Linked DNA regions of Zea mays: all the other regions are linked to region 4. Evidence: chromatin contacts called from public Hi-C data. All regions are on one chromosome and are shown on one strand. Each heading gives the region's core, a stretch centred on a gene start, on an enhancer-like site or on the middle of the called end of the contact. The rest is flanking DNA. Distances are from core to core; before and after follow the strand shown.

Region 1 (2,969 bases), core at 348-2,847, 130 kb before region 4:
GATCCAGTTTTTTTCTGCTACAGGTAAGGTAAACCATGAAAACATGAGCCATTGTTTCATACACAATTCGGTATACAATGTTGCACACTTCACTGCATTTTTTTCTATTCTAAAACTTTTATTTAGACTTTTCCTCCTTCCCTCAGTACGTTTGGGGTACATACATACATACAACTTCATATATATCACAATGTGTGCACTTATTCTAATTGACGCTGTCATCACAGATTCTCTGCTCTATACAATCCGTTTAGAATTCTCTAAAACCAATCTATTTACTCTGTCTTATGTAAGTACAACATACACAATCACGGTTAGTACATGTATATATTTAGCGTATTTTTATCGTTACAAAATACAGCATGTGGGCAGGACGCACACACTATACCTGTTTGCAATCAAACATACACATACAGCAGGCCAGTGTGTGCCGGCCTAGCTAGCTCCTCGATCTATAAATCTGTCAACACGCAGATCGATCGAGCAGCTGGAAAATCAACGAAGCCATCCATTCCAACAGCTGACCAAATCGTTGATCTATATATGGCAAGCATAGAATTGCTTGCCTGTGCAAACTTAATTATAAGATGAAGTAATTTCTTTATACAATAACTGGATGAACCAGCTAGAGAGCAGATAATCGATCACCGGAAATTAACACTGGACTGAAATCTCAGTGATCAGGACAAAGCACTAATTAAAGCCACACTAATATCCTGGCCATAGCTAGTTACACGTACTGATGAAGGAGGATCCTGCAGGTCCTAGACTCCTAGCTAGCTAGCTACACGTACTGAAGAAGCTAGTCCTGGCCGCCGGGCTGACTAGGCATCGCCATCGTCGAAGTTCTGCGAGTAGCTATGCAGGTCATACCCGAACCTGACCGCGCCGCGCCTCGGCCGCGCCGCGCGTCTCCTCCAGGAGCACCTCAACCTCGACAGCAGCTGCTTCAACGGCGCAGCCGACTGGCGGCGGCCACTGCTCCTGGCGGCGTGGACCCTCCTGCCCCGGGCGCTGCCGCTGGTGTACAGACCGAGCAGAGACGCCATGATCGCTCAGTCGGTTGGTTATTGTCACGAAGACTATAGCTGCTCTCTTTGCTCCGAGCTGGATGGAGGAGTATATTATCTGTGTGCTGCAGAGCGCTGTGGCTTCGTCTAAAGATGTTCTGCAAAACGAAACCTCCCATGCCGCAGCTTTTATAAGCTGTGGCCTGTGGGATATGGTGGCCGGTGGGAGTATCATTCCGATATGCAAAGATCGATGGGCGCCGGCACTCGGACCCACTAGCACGCCCTCACGTAGTACATGGTGACGAGGCATCCACACTACGGTGATCTCGATACAACACCTAAAGGTCCAAGCAAAATCCAGCTTCATGCATGCATGTTTTGAAAGCGGCAGGTCGTGTGCAGTCCAAAAAAGATAACCGTCTACGACAACCAACAACAGAGAAGCATGTGCGTTTGCTGGTGGTAGGCTTGCTTTAGCGACGGCCAAGGCAACCGAGACACGGCGGCGCCTACTCACCTGAGCTGCTTCCTGTCCGTGCTACTGCTGCCGATAAGGTCGTCGGCGGTTTCCTGTCTTGTAAGTCCCGTCCTGCTCCTGCCGCTACGCACGGGTGCCCTGCCATGCATGCATGCATGTGCGGAGACATCGAGCTAGATGCTTGGGCGTCTCCTAGCTACTATGTCTCATGGATCATTCATGGTATCTCACCCCATGGCCGCGCAATCAGCTCAGGTCCTGGTACCTCCAAGCCCTCGTGAAGAGTTGCCATCATCAGAGGATTTGACGACGGCGGTCGTACCTACAGGGATTGGAGGGGATTATAAAAAATTGAGAAATATTTTGATTGGAACAGTGATTTAAACCCTAAACCCCTTCGCGCCTTGCACATGCCGCCGGCCACTCGTTTTTTGATTGGAACACTGTACTCGTTTTTTTTTTTTTTTTTTTTTTTTGCAGACTATGAGGTCACTCGTGAAGCTCCAAATATTTGTGTGGCGCCACTAAGGTTGGTTGTCACCGGTTTGCCTTGAGTGTGAGACTCCAATATTTCATCTCTTAGTTTATCATAAATTGGGAAGTTGATTTTTGAGATTGCTAGTAGTGATGGTTCTATTGGATCTTGACTAGATAGAGCATTGACCACGGTGTTCTGTTTTCCTAGTTTAAATTAAACTTTGAAGTCATATCCTAGAAGCTTGCTTACCCATTGGTGATGTGGTATTGTTGCGAGCCATTGGTCAAGGATATATTTGAGGCTATAATGGTCAGACCTAATTATGAAAGTATGTCCCCATAAATAAGGACGTCGGTGCTTAACTGCTATCACCAACCAATATGTACCCTTTTGTATGTTGCTAATTTAGATTGTCTTGGAGCATTTGTCTGACTGAATAAGGCTATTAATCCTATTCCTTGGTGAAGAACTGGCCTACTTGATGATGTAACTCCGTAGAGAGTCACATGCCTTTTCCATGTGCAAGTGGTGATTCACTTCCGGCTCCTCTCAGATTTTCTCCGTCGTCTCCACTATCGAGCTTTCAGTTGAATCGCCGCGGACCTCGTTCCCTCTGGTACACAGTGGTGTCGTATCACAAATACGGTTGATACAGTTTCGCAAGACTGGCGACTCACTTGGTACAATTACAACGGCTCGCACAAGAGTCGAGTGGTTTTGTAGATTTTTCTAAACTCACTCAAATAACTAGGAACAAACATAGCGTCTAACTAAACTAAGCACTTCACAAAGCATATACGCTAATCATCGAGTGATTCTAAGCACTTGGGTGTTTGAGCACTTGGAGATGTGTATCACATGTGTTGGTATGTTGCTTGAGATCTCACACCTTTAAATGGCCAGCTAGGGGGTTTATATAGAGATCCCCTTAGTTATAAACGTTGGAGAAAGCTGTGGATTTTCTATCTGTGTGTACACCGAACCGTCCGGTCCGAGCTTC
Region 2 (3,174 bases), core at 170-2,669, 180 kb after region 4:
CCGCTGTACGAAACTTTGGAAGTGGGGGAGGCGAGGGATGAGGGTCCCTGATTTGCTGCATATAGCACCCATTCGATAGCTCGGCGTCACCTGTCTACATGACCTTTTCTTTACTACGATGTCGACTCGGTTAGTCAAATCAAAAAAATTATGCGGAAAGCAGAGACAATCAATAAAAAATCTTAAGATTTTTTTGATGAATAATTTATGTGGGTATTATTGTGAGCCGTCGCAACGCACGGGCAACCGACTAGTTTTAGTAGTAAAAGCTAGTTGGTACCGACGAAAAAAGTTAAATATCTCGATGTTAACTATTTTTCATGTTAAATTACAAGACGTTTTAGTTTTTACGTAAATTATTTTATTTATATATTTAAACATTGTGTATATATAATTGTATCTTAAAAGGATACTAGTCGGTTGTCCGTGCGTTGCGACGGTTTATACCAATACCCATGTATACTATCCACCAAAAAAATTTCAAGATTTTTTATTGCCTCTCCGTATAATACTTTTTTGATTTGGCTAACTGATGCTATTGTTTACTCCATCCAATATGTATTGGTACAACACGACCAATGAAGTGAGCGATTAGAAGAGAGTTCACAACGACTTAAATGACATAATTCCACCATACAGAGACCAAATAAGAGAAAGTTTGTGAGCTCAAGTTTCTAAACTAAGTCACATGAACTCAAACTCATAAAAAATATAGATCAAAATATGGAGTGATTGTTAAAGTAAGGCATCAATAAAAACTAGATGTGCTCCATATAAATTATGCTACTTTGTAGCAATTACTAACGTTTAAAACCAACAAATAACCTTTTAATTTACTGTTAGTATGACAAATCATTGTTCCTACATCCAATTCAGCAAACTCAAACACCATGTAGTCCATTGCGCCAATATGGTCTCAGAAACAACCTAATGCTTGCAAGAGCCAAGAACGTCGTGTCGTGCTTGGGCCGTAGCCTCGGCCCGTAGTGCTGGCCCGGCACGACACGATTATATATTTTTTTATTTTACAAAAAAAACGTATATACATATATATAATTTATATTCAATATTAAAAACATTTGAGCATCATATTCTACTGGTTAGACAGCTTTATCTAGTGTCTCCCGACCTTCTTCTATCAGGGCATGAGTTCGAACCCCACTCACTGTTGAAACCGGTGCTTTAAGTATAGTATAGATAAATTAAAAAAGATACAATATTTAATAATTTAAATTGGAGAGAATATCCTTTATCTAAAACATCTCGTTGCACGAAACAAACTGCCGGACTGCGTGGTCTCGCTGCGACTCCAGGTCCAGGTCCATATCCCAAACTGAATCCACGTGACCGTCCGTATCCCAACCTTCACATTCGGCGGTTCAGATCCAATCCCCGCACGAGCTCAACGGTACAGATGTCTCCAACGCACTGGAACGGTGATCGGATGACCACACTCCTCCAACCAAGCGTTCTGCTTCCGTCCTCCAATGCCCACAGTTTCTGAGAGAAAAGAAACCGACAGCTCGACCCGGATCATCTCTGACTCCCTGCAGAATCAATCATCGGTTCCACACTATCTCTTCCAAAATTTCGTTGATAACACCTGGCAAGTTTTTTATCGCACCTAAAATTCTATCTGTCTGTTGTCTGGCGCTGCTGTATCACTCTGAATTTTTGGTTCTGGCCCAAATCTTGTTCTTTTTCCGGTTCTTCTGATCCCGTCTTTATCCTCTCAAATCCACTAAACCACTCCAAAGATAGAATTTTTCTGCATCCGAAGCCCAGATATTTTTTTCCTTCGGTTTGTTCCGGCGGCAGGGGTGCGAAATCCCTCAAGCTGGCAACCCCGGCGCGGCCATGGACCTCCCCGAGAGCTCTGTCCCCCGCGCAGACAAGGGCCCGGCCCCTCGCCGTCTTTGCCCCGTCGACCGCGAGGAGCTGGTGCGCGCCATGGCACAGTCGCTCTACTCGCTCGGGTACAGGCGGGCGGCGGCCGCGCTCGAGGCGGAGTCCGGCGTGCCACTGTACCCGCCGGAGCATGACCGCCTGCTGCTGGAAGTGATGGCCGGTCAGTGGGACGCGTCCGCGGAGATCGTCCGCTCGGTCGCCGGCGTCGGCGAAGCGGACCGCACGGTCGCGGAGTTCCTGGTGTGGAGGGGCTACTACTTGGAGCTCCTGGGGATGCGCGGTGACGCTGGCCTGCGCCGGGCGAGGGAGGTGCTACGGCGTCGGATTGCGCCGCTCGGCGTCGACAGGAGGTGCGTACACTTGCTGGCGCGCGCCATGGTCTCCAGCGAGGGGGCCGTTGCGCCGGAGGCCGTGGTTGGGTGGAGGATTGCGGTGTTCTTGGATTTGGTCGAGGTGTTGCCACCATGGTTCCATGTGGCTAGTGGGCGGTTAGAGCATTTGGTGGAGAGTGCGGTAACCAAGCAAGTAGAATCTTGTATATATCACAATTTGCCGGATGAGATCACTCTGTTTGAAGATCATAGGTGCCATGAAGAGCATATCCCCTCCCAATGTGCACAGGTGCGAGTTAAACAGATTGTTGACTTGTTTCCCAGTTTCGACAAATGTCCAAGCTTATCAGTTGTATAAGAATGCGGAACGAAATTACCGAACTCACATATCAAGGCCATCAATTTACAATAGGGAAATATTTCACGAACAACCCATTTCTACATATAGCAGCACTCCTTAAAAGTTTTAGATATTTGGTCTTCTTCCAAGTTAGTTTAATAAGCAATTCAGTATGGCTATTCATTTCAGCGATTTAAATTTCTTCTATACCATGTTTGCAATGTATGCAGATTGATCCCTATCTATATTTGATTTTGGAAGCATAAAAGTGCAATGCAGTTGGGAAATGCTTCTCAAAGTACCTCAGCAATATTAAATTTCTCCTGTACCATGTTTGCAATGTATGCAAATTCATCCCTCTCTATCTGATTTTAAAGCATTAAAGTGCAATGCAGCTGGGAAATGCTTCTCAAAGCGCCTTACATTATTTTTCATCCAGTAAAGCAGGGTTTGGATAATTTCAGAATCTTTAAGAATAAAGTGAAAGAGAACAGCACAGTTCAAACCTTTATTTCGAAATTTCTTTTGAAGCACCAGTGCTCATTGTTATTAAACCCGTGCTTCATCTTCCTGTATGAACTGTCTATGCCAGTT
Region 3 (3,276 bases), core at 96-2,595, 200 kb before region 4:
TTAGGGATGTGAATTGGTGGCCCTAAGGGTATCCAGATATTCACCACCCCTCTTTAGTTCAACAAATTGTAGGATTTCTAAAATGAGCCATCATTTGGGAAACTAGTACAATTCGCACAACTAAGGCTAACTCCAACAGGGGCCAGGTAAATCTGACAGTCATTCGGACCTTTGGTTGGGGTCTCTGGAAGTCAGACACGGAGGAAGAAAATGACTGTTGGTTACAGTGAAAGTATGGCTTTTCTCTCTCTTGCCCGTCATTTTGGCTGCCTCGTTCAACTGTCCTATTGAAAGGAGCTTTGTGGTGCTACAGTAGCTCGAGGGCAGCTATTTTTTCTTTGCCTAGCCATTTGGCTGCTCCGTTGGAGTCAGCGTAACGAGACTACCCTTAGGATCACCAGTTCATAACCCTACAGAAGTTCATATCTAATGCCCCACTTCACATAAAGTTCTTATATTTCACTTTCTGCCATAGAATGAAAGAAGTAGATGTCAAGTTCTATATGAGATTTTTCTTGCTACTACAGTCTGTCAAAACGAGCCCTCATCATCATCACAATGTCAGTTGAATGTTGAGGATCCAGTCCACTTTGGGTCTCAAAGGTAGCTAAACAGAGATATTCAGCAATTGACAGCTCAGTTTTGCATTTCGAACTGCTAATAAACTACTGTATGTCAAATTGTCTTAGTGCTGAAGGTGCAAAAAGATGAAAAGAACCCTCCAAAAGAGGGGGGAAACAGTCAAACGAGAAAGTGTGCTCGAGCTATTTGATCGTCCTCAAGCTAGACCATTTCAATGCGCTGCCCCAAGCTGCACCATCCTACTAGCCATACCAACGGGGGCACGCGCGATTAGACAATCCCCCGAACCAGGCATACAACCTCAGAGACTCGATCGATCCAATCGGAGACGAGCAACAGCAAGGGAAGGAGGCGGGCGGTTTTACCCCGAGCGAATAGGTGAGGGCGGCGCGGAGGCTGGCGGGCAGCTGCTGCGCGGCGGACATCTCGAAGAAGGTGGGTCGCGCGCCCTGCCCTCCCACTTGGAACAGCATGGCGCCCCCCGCCTCTGGCGTTGCGAGTGGTGGCTAGGGTTGGCCCCGGAGGCGGAGGCCTAGAACTTGGCTGGCCGCCTCGCCGGACCTGCGCCGGCAGCGAGGGCGCTGCAGCTGCCGCAGCCGAGGGTGTTATCTGTTGGGAACAGACGGTTTGGGTGTTGGTTCGCGCGTCCACGGCGGTGAGGGGAACTGGGCGAGCAAGGAGGCGGGCCGGAAAAGGAAGCCTTGTGTGACGGAGATGGGCGACGATGGGTCATGGGTGGGACCGGGAGACGAGACGATTAGACAAGAGAGTGAACAGACACAGCTGCCAGAGGAATCACAGCAACACACACGAGACAGTAGGGGCATGTGACCTATGGGGCGACGATTGCAGCCTGGGCCGGATCGAAACCTAATTAGGATGGTAATGATGTGATTTATTTGTGTACCAGATAAAAACTCTGTTGGACACGGTTTTGAATATGAGCCTGTACCCGTGGATACGGATACGAGTAGTATTTGATATCCGTGGATATTTTTAAAACGGGTACGAAAAATCAGTATTCGTACCCGATTAACCGAATATCTGTTAAAGTAACTTGACACGTGGGGTCACTGGAGTTTGGAACTACTTCACGGACCACCAGCCAGCCCAAGTCCCGTCGCGGCTCGCCCATCTCCTGACCATCTAGGCTCCCTAGATCCCCAATCTAGCAAGGCAAGGCAGCAACCCGTCTAGATCTAGCCACAAGCCCACAACCCCGGTCCCCACCCCCACCCTCCTCGAGGCCTCGACGGCCAGCCGCCACCCAGCCAGGCGGCAACCACGACCATAGTCCGACGCCCGTCGGTCCCCACTCCTCGTGCATGCCAACGACCCAGCGTGTGCGGACTACGGACAAACAGTCCCCACTCCCCGTCATAGCTTAGATCCGCGCGCCGCCGGCGGCTTCACTGTTCGCACACGCCACTGGAGACCGATCGTCCTCGTGCAGCTCCATTCTCTGTCAGCCACTCGCGACCGCGACCTTCCTTACTCTCCACGTCGAGCACTGCGCAGGGGGTCTATCTTCTCCACGCGACCACGTCGAGCACTGCACAGGACATCGCCAGCTCGCCCAACAGGTCCAGTGTCTTTGTAGATTCTTGTAGGCTTTTCAGATTGGAAATACCCTGATCCTAGTTACTTTTATTAATTCAATGCCTTACCCAGATTCTTGTAGGATTTTCAGCTGGACAAATTATGTATGGTTGTATGTTTTTATTATATTTAAATTTGATGGACAAATATGTTATCATATTTGAATTTGCTGAATTTAAATATGTTGTATGTGTAGTGGGCAAACGGATATATCCGCGGATATTCGTTACCCGCGGGTAACGGATGTGGATACTATTTTTTATTCGTAGCGGGTAACAGGTACGGGTTTGGATATCGGATATAAGTCACGACTATGAATGTCCAGAGACACTATCCGCGGATAGTTTATCCGTTGCCATCCCTAAACCTAATACAGAGGCCCCTCTTATCTTATTGTACATCTCAAATAGTTTTTCAATAATTTAGTTTTAAAAAACTTTTTCCGGCAGATAGAACAGTCACAAACACAATAAGTAATATTTGACATGCAATAAAGACATTGTGATAACAATCCACCGCTTTGACACATTCGAAAATTTGACAATACTCTATCCAAAAATATCTTGTCTTGGCCTTTTTAATCACTTGGTGCTGAGGTAAGATAAGGGTCTGGGACAAAAAAAATCTGACTTTTGAACTCTATATAAAATAATCAATGATCAATTATTAATCTATGAGATTGAAAAAATATACACATATATAATACTAGCTAGTTACACGTGCTTTGATACGGTTTTTATTATCATATAGATAGGTTTTGAATATTGATTCAAATATAATTATTGTTTATTTCTAAACGCTAAGGTACACGTGATCTGATGGTTAGCCCCAAATTTCTCTAGAGTAGTGGGCGTGAGTTCTGTTGCAGCCCTGTTGCAGCCTCCAACCCTAGCGGACGCCCAAGCAGGAGGAAGCAAGCACCGGTCCGACGTGGCGCCGCCAGCCCTCCACGGCTCCACATCGGCCACACACGCTTCACGCTGCAGCAGCTAGCTTGCTCGCTGCCTCGATCACCGCTCCTGGGCGGACCTAGAATTTTTATATAGGGTGTGCCGCAATAAAAATTTAATGTAAAATTCTATCAAATATGCCACA
Region 4 (3,133 bases), core at 99-2,598:
AGGTGAAGCGAAGGCCGGTTAGATCGAATAGATGCATCAGTGGGGAAAGCGCGGTACAACCAAGAAAAGGACTGTTTGTGGCTGACAATAGCGCTGCGATTACAGTTGCGAGCGGATTTTGCAACATTTGATGAAAGCCTGCCACAGACCGGATCGACCGAGGATCAAACCTCCCACGAAAAACCTCAAAACCCGGTGAGTCGATGCCCAACAGAATTGAAACCCCTTTTTTTCCCAAAAGAGAGAGAGAAGATAACACAAAACTACATGGAAATCGTAAGAATCAATCGGGGGAAAGCGGATTGCAACAAGCAGATGAGCCCACATCAGACACCGAACCAGCAATTCAAGTCGCGGTCAAGGCGGCGGTAAGTCCACAAGAAGAGAAGCCCGCCGCCGATGTCCACCCCGTCTGTACCACCGTCCTGCCCGCACCATCACCCCTGACCCCGACCCGGCCACCCCGTCGCCGCTGTCCCCACCACAACACACCCCGGAAGCCGAACGTCGGCTACGGGCGGATCTGGAGCCGAGGTGCAGGTTTTCCTCGGCTTCGCCATCGGCAGCGTCCTGCGTCCCTGTGGATCTCGAAGATTGACACGCCGACTGGCCCAACCGGGCGGTAGGGCGAGCTATAGGGCGGTTCGCCATGGTCGCGGCGGGGTTTGCGTCGTGCGGGCAGGCGGATGGGCGTAGGGCGTGCGGGCGGTTCGCAGCGGCCACAGCGGGATTGCGGCATGCGGGCTGGATGGCGGGTGGGCGTAGGTAGGCGGGCGGCGGATGGGCGTATGGCATGCGGGCGGGCGGTTCGCGGCGGCGGCGGCGGCAGGATTGCGGCATGCGGGCAGGATGGCGGGCGGGCGTAGGTAGGCGGGCGTAGAGGCGGGGGCAGTCTACAATAGGTTCTTAATAGTTAGTAGAGATAATAGACTGTTTAGCTCGACTTTATTTTTTTACGAGCGAAATCGGAGTTGAGTTGCCGCGGGATCTAACGTCCCGACAGTAGATGTGATAATAAGCTCTAAATTTTATACTATAAGATTTAATGATCAAATCGGATTAGAATCGGATCTTATTTATATTTATTTAGAGCTAAAATTTATTTAGAACCTTACTATTTTGTGAAGAATTATTTAGATCGTGATCTATTACCACCCTATCTGTTAGTCCAATTCAAGGAGTTACATGGGCCGTAAAGTGCAGGTAGTCCCATTCAAGGAGTTACATAGGCCTTAGAGTGTTTAACGAGCCACTAGTAGTTGTTCACCAAAGAGTTAGGCTGACCTTACAGCTCATCTCCAAGCCCACACCTGCTGGCACCGCGAAACTATCGAGGGGGCATGCTTCCAATTTTCTGCAAGTCGAGAGTCGAGACCGCCATCGAAGCACCGGCGCCAATGAAGACTTGAAGAGGGCTAAAACGAAAAAGATGCCAGGATGACAAAATTTCCCACTCCACTCGAATTAAAACCCTAGCGGCAAAACCTTCGCTCTGCGCCGCCGTCGCCTGCTCCCGTCCCGCCACCACATCCGCCCAGGAGCTCGCCGTCGGGGAGGCTGCTCGAGGAGCCGCGCTGTCTCTCCCGCGCCGCGACCTTCGCCCTCGCCGCCGCCATGATCTGCGCGAGTAATGCCCCTCTCCCTCCCTCGCATGTCTGTCTACTAACCCTAGCTTCTCTGATCCGTCGTTTCGTGAGCTAACTCGTCCCGTGTCGCTTCCCTGTAGTCTCCGGTGAGGTGCCGGACGAGCCGGTGGTGTCGAAGAAGTCGGGGCTTCTCTTCGAGCGGCGGCTCATCGAGCGCTACATTGAGGTCCGTAGCTTGGCCTCAGATCTCGCGCTGCAATTTTTTTATTGGGATTGGGAAAAATGTTTGTGCTAAATTCATGTCATGGTGGCGATGCCCAATGTTTATGCTAAATTCATGTCGTGATGGCGATGCCCACAACATTGCAGGACCATGGCAAGTGCCCCATCACCAAGGATGAGCTTACTATGGATGATATCGTGCCGGTCAATACCAACAAGGTATGGTTTCTCTGGTATGCTATCAATATGTTGAGTCAAAGTTTCCAGTAGCATGTGGTATGGGCTTTAGAGTATCAGTAGGCAATATGTGTTTCACAACGTTGCTCTTGATACTAAGTGAGGTAGGCGATGAACATCGGTAGCGAAATTATGTCTTGTATGGTTGCTCTCATAGTTGTTAAGGCGTCGCTTAAGCGGTAAGGCGCGCCTGGCCTGCAAGGCATCCCGATCGCCTTGCTTGGACGCGTAAGGCGTCGCCTTAGCAGCAGGGCATCTCCAAGGTGTCCACGGGGCATCTATGGGGTGGCACCTTGGCCAAATGGTAGGGTTTAGGAGGGGATTTACCAGGGCATAAGCGCTCCCAAAGCAGTGCAGCTGCCTTAGTGGAGCAATGGATACTGGCTCCCGCTGTCCGCCGGCTGCGCGCAGCGCAGCCGCTGGGGCTCGGCGCTGTTAACAGTTCACTAGAGGGGAGAGGAGAGCGGGAGGCACCCATGAAAGGTCGCCGACCGGTGTGCGGAGGACTGGAGGCGAGGCTACTGGCGGGATGGGAGCCACCGACACGCACCTGAGCCTGCGTGTCGAGCGTGAGTGGGGGAGGGAGCGGAAGATGGAGCGCCGGTGCTGCGAGGAAGACTGGGCGGTGCTATGTCCTTTGCTGGTAGAGGAAGACTAGGTGGTGGCTACGTCCTTTGCTGGAGCAGTGAAAAGGTTAGGGTAAAGAAACGTGTGGGTGCCGTGTGGTGGAAACTGGGTTTGTGCTGAGTTAATGGGCTACCAAATAAAGTCCATATCATTCTCTTTTTCTTTCTAGCATCTTTTGACAGTTTATAATTTAAAAATGCTGTATTCTTTGAGTTCTGTATTAGGTCTTTATATCATATTTTAGAGATCCATTAGGGCTGATTTGGTGATTAGGGCTCCCGAGGGGATCCATGGGGGAGGAATCCCCTTGCAATTCAATTTTGAATAGCAAGAGGATTCTTCCCCCATGGATCTCTGCTCACCAAATCAGCTCTTAGTGTTCAGGACCTAATTTTGCATGCATATATATTATATTATATATTTCTATAAACACCTAGTCTTAACTATATATATTTTCCTAT

Evidence for each region. A called contact is a pair of places that touch in the nucleus more often than the background predicts.
Region 1: a contact with region 4 is called in a Hi-C map of ear, with 1.9 times the contacts expected there. The contact joins the enhancer-like site here to the promoter of LOC100284255 in region 4. A contact is called at or near these places in 2 of 25 Hi-C or Micro-C datasets (ear and leaf).
Region 2: a Hi-C map of leaf shows a contact between it and region 4, with 4 times the contacts expected there. The contact joins the promoter of LOC103643484 here to the promoter of LOC100284255 in region 4. A contact is called at or near these places in 3 of 25 Hi-C or Micro-C datasets (ear, leaf and tassel).
Region 3: a Hi-C map of ear shows a contact between it and region 4, with 2.8 times the contacts expected there. The contact joins the enhancer-like site here to the promoter of LOC100284255 in region 4. A contact is called at or near these places in 7 of 25 Hi-C or Micro-C datasets (ear, endosperm, leaf and 2 more).

What each region holds. Positions count from the first base shown.
Region 1 is chr1:239,860,654-239,863,622 of Zm-B73-REFERENCE-NAM-5.0, reverse strand. No RefSeq gene overlaps it. Among protein-coding and RNA genes, the nearest start is that of LOC103643489, 6.4 kb to the left of the region's middle. Within about 2 kb of position 1,597, at least 11 of the 20 cell types and tissues checked have an H3K27ac peak or open chromatin away from gene starts, as enhancers often do. A contact at or near this core is called in ear, where this site is marked.
Region 2 is chr1:239,543,582-239,546,755 of Zm-B73-REFERENCE-NAM-5.0, reverse strand. LOC103643484 (WD repeat-containing protein WDS homolog) reads left to right here and starts at 1,419. Exons shown (of 4, transcript XM_008666674.4): 1 at 1,419-2,529. The coding sequence starts at 1,858.
Region 3 is chr1:239,929,565-239,932,840 of Zm-B73-REFERENCE-NAM-5.0, reverse strand. No RefSeq gene overlaps it. Among protein-coding and RNA genes, the nearest start is that of LOC100284181, 43 kb to the left of the region's middle. Within about 2 kb of position 1,345, at least 20 of the 20 cell types and tissues checked have an H3K27ac peak or open chromatin away from gene starts, as enhancers often do. A contact at or near this core is called in ear, endosperm, leaf and 2 more, where this site is marked.
Region 4 is chr1:239,727,942-239,731,074 of Zm-B73-REFERENCE-NAM-5.0, reverse strand. LOC100284255 (pre-mRNA-splicing factor 19) reads left to right here and starts at 1,348. Exons shown (of 19, transcript NM_001412987.1): 1 at 1,348-1,627; 2 at 1,727-1,812; 3 at 1,956-2,027. The coding sequence starts at 1,615.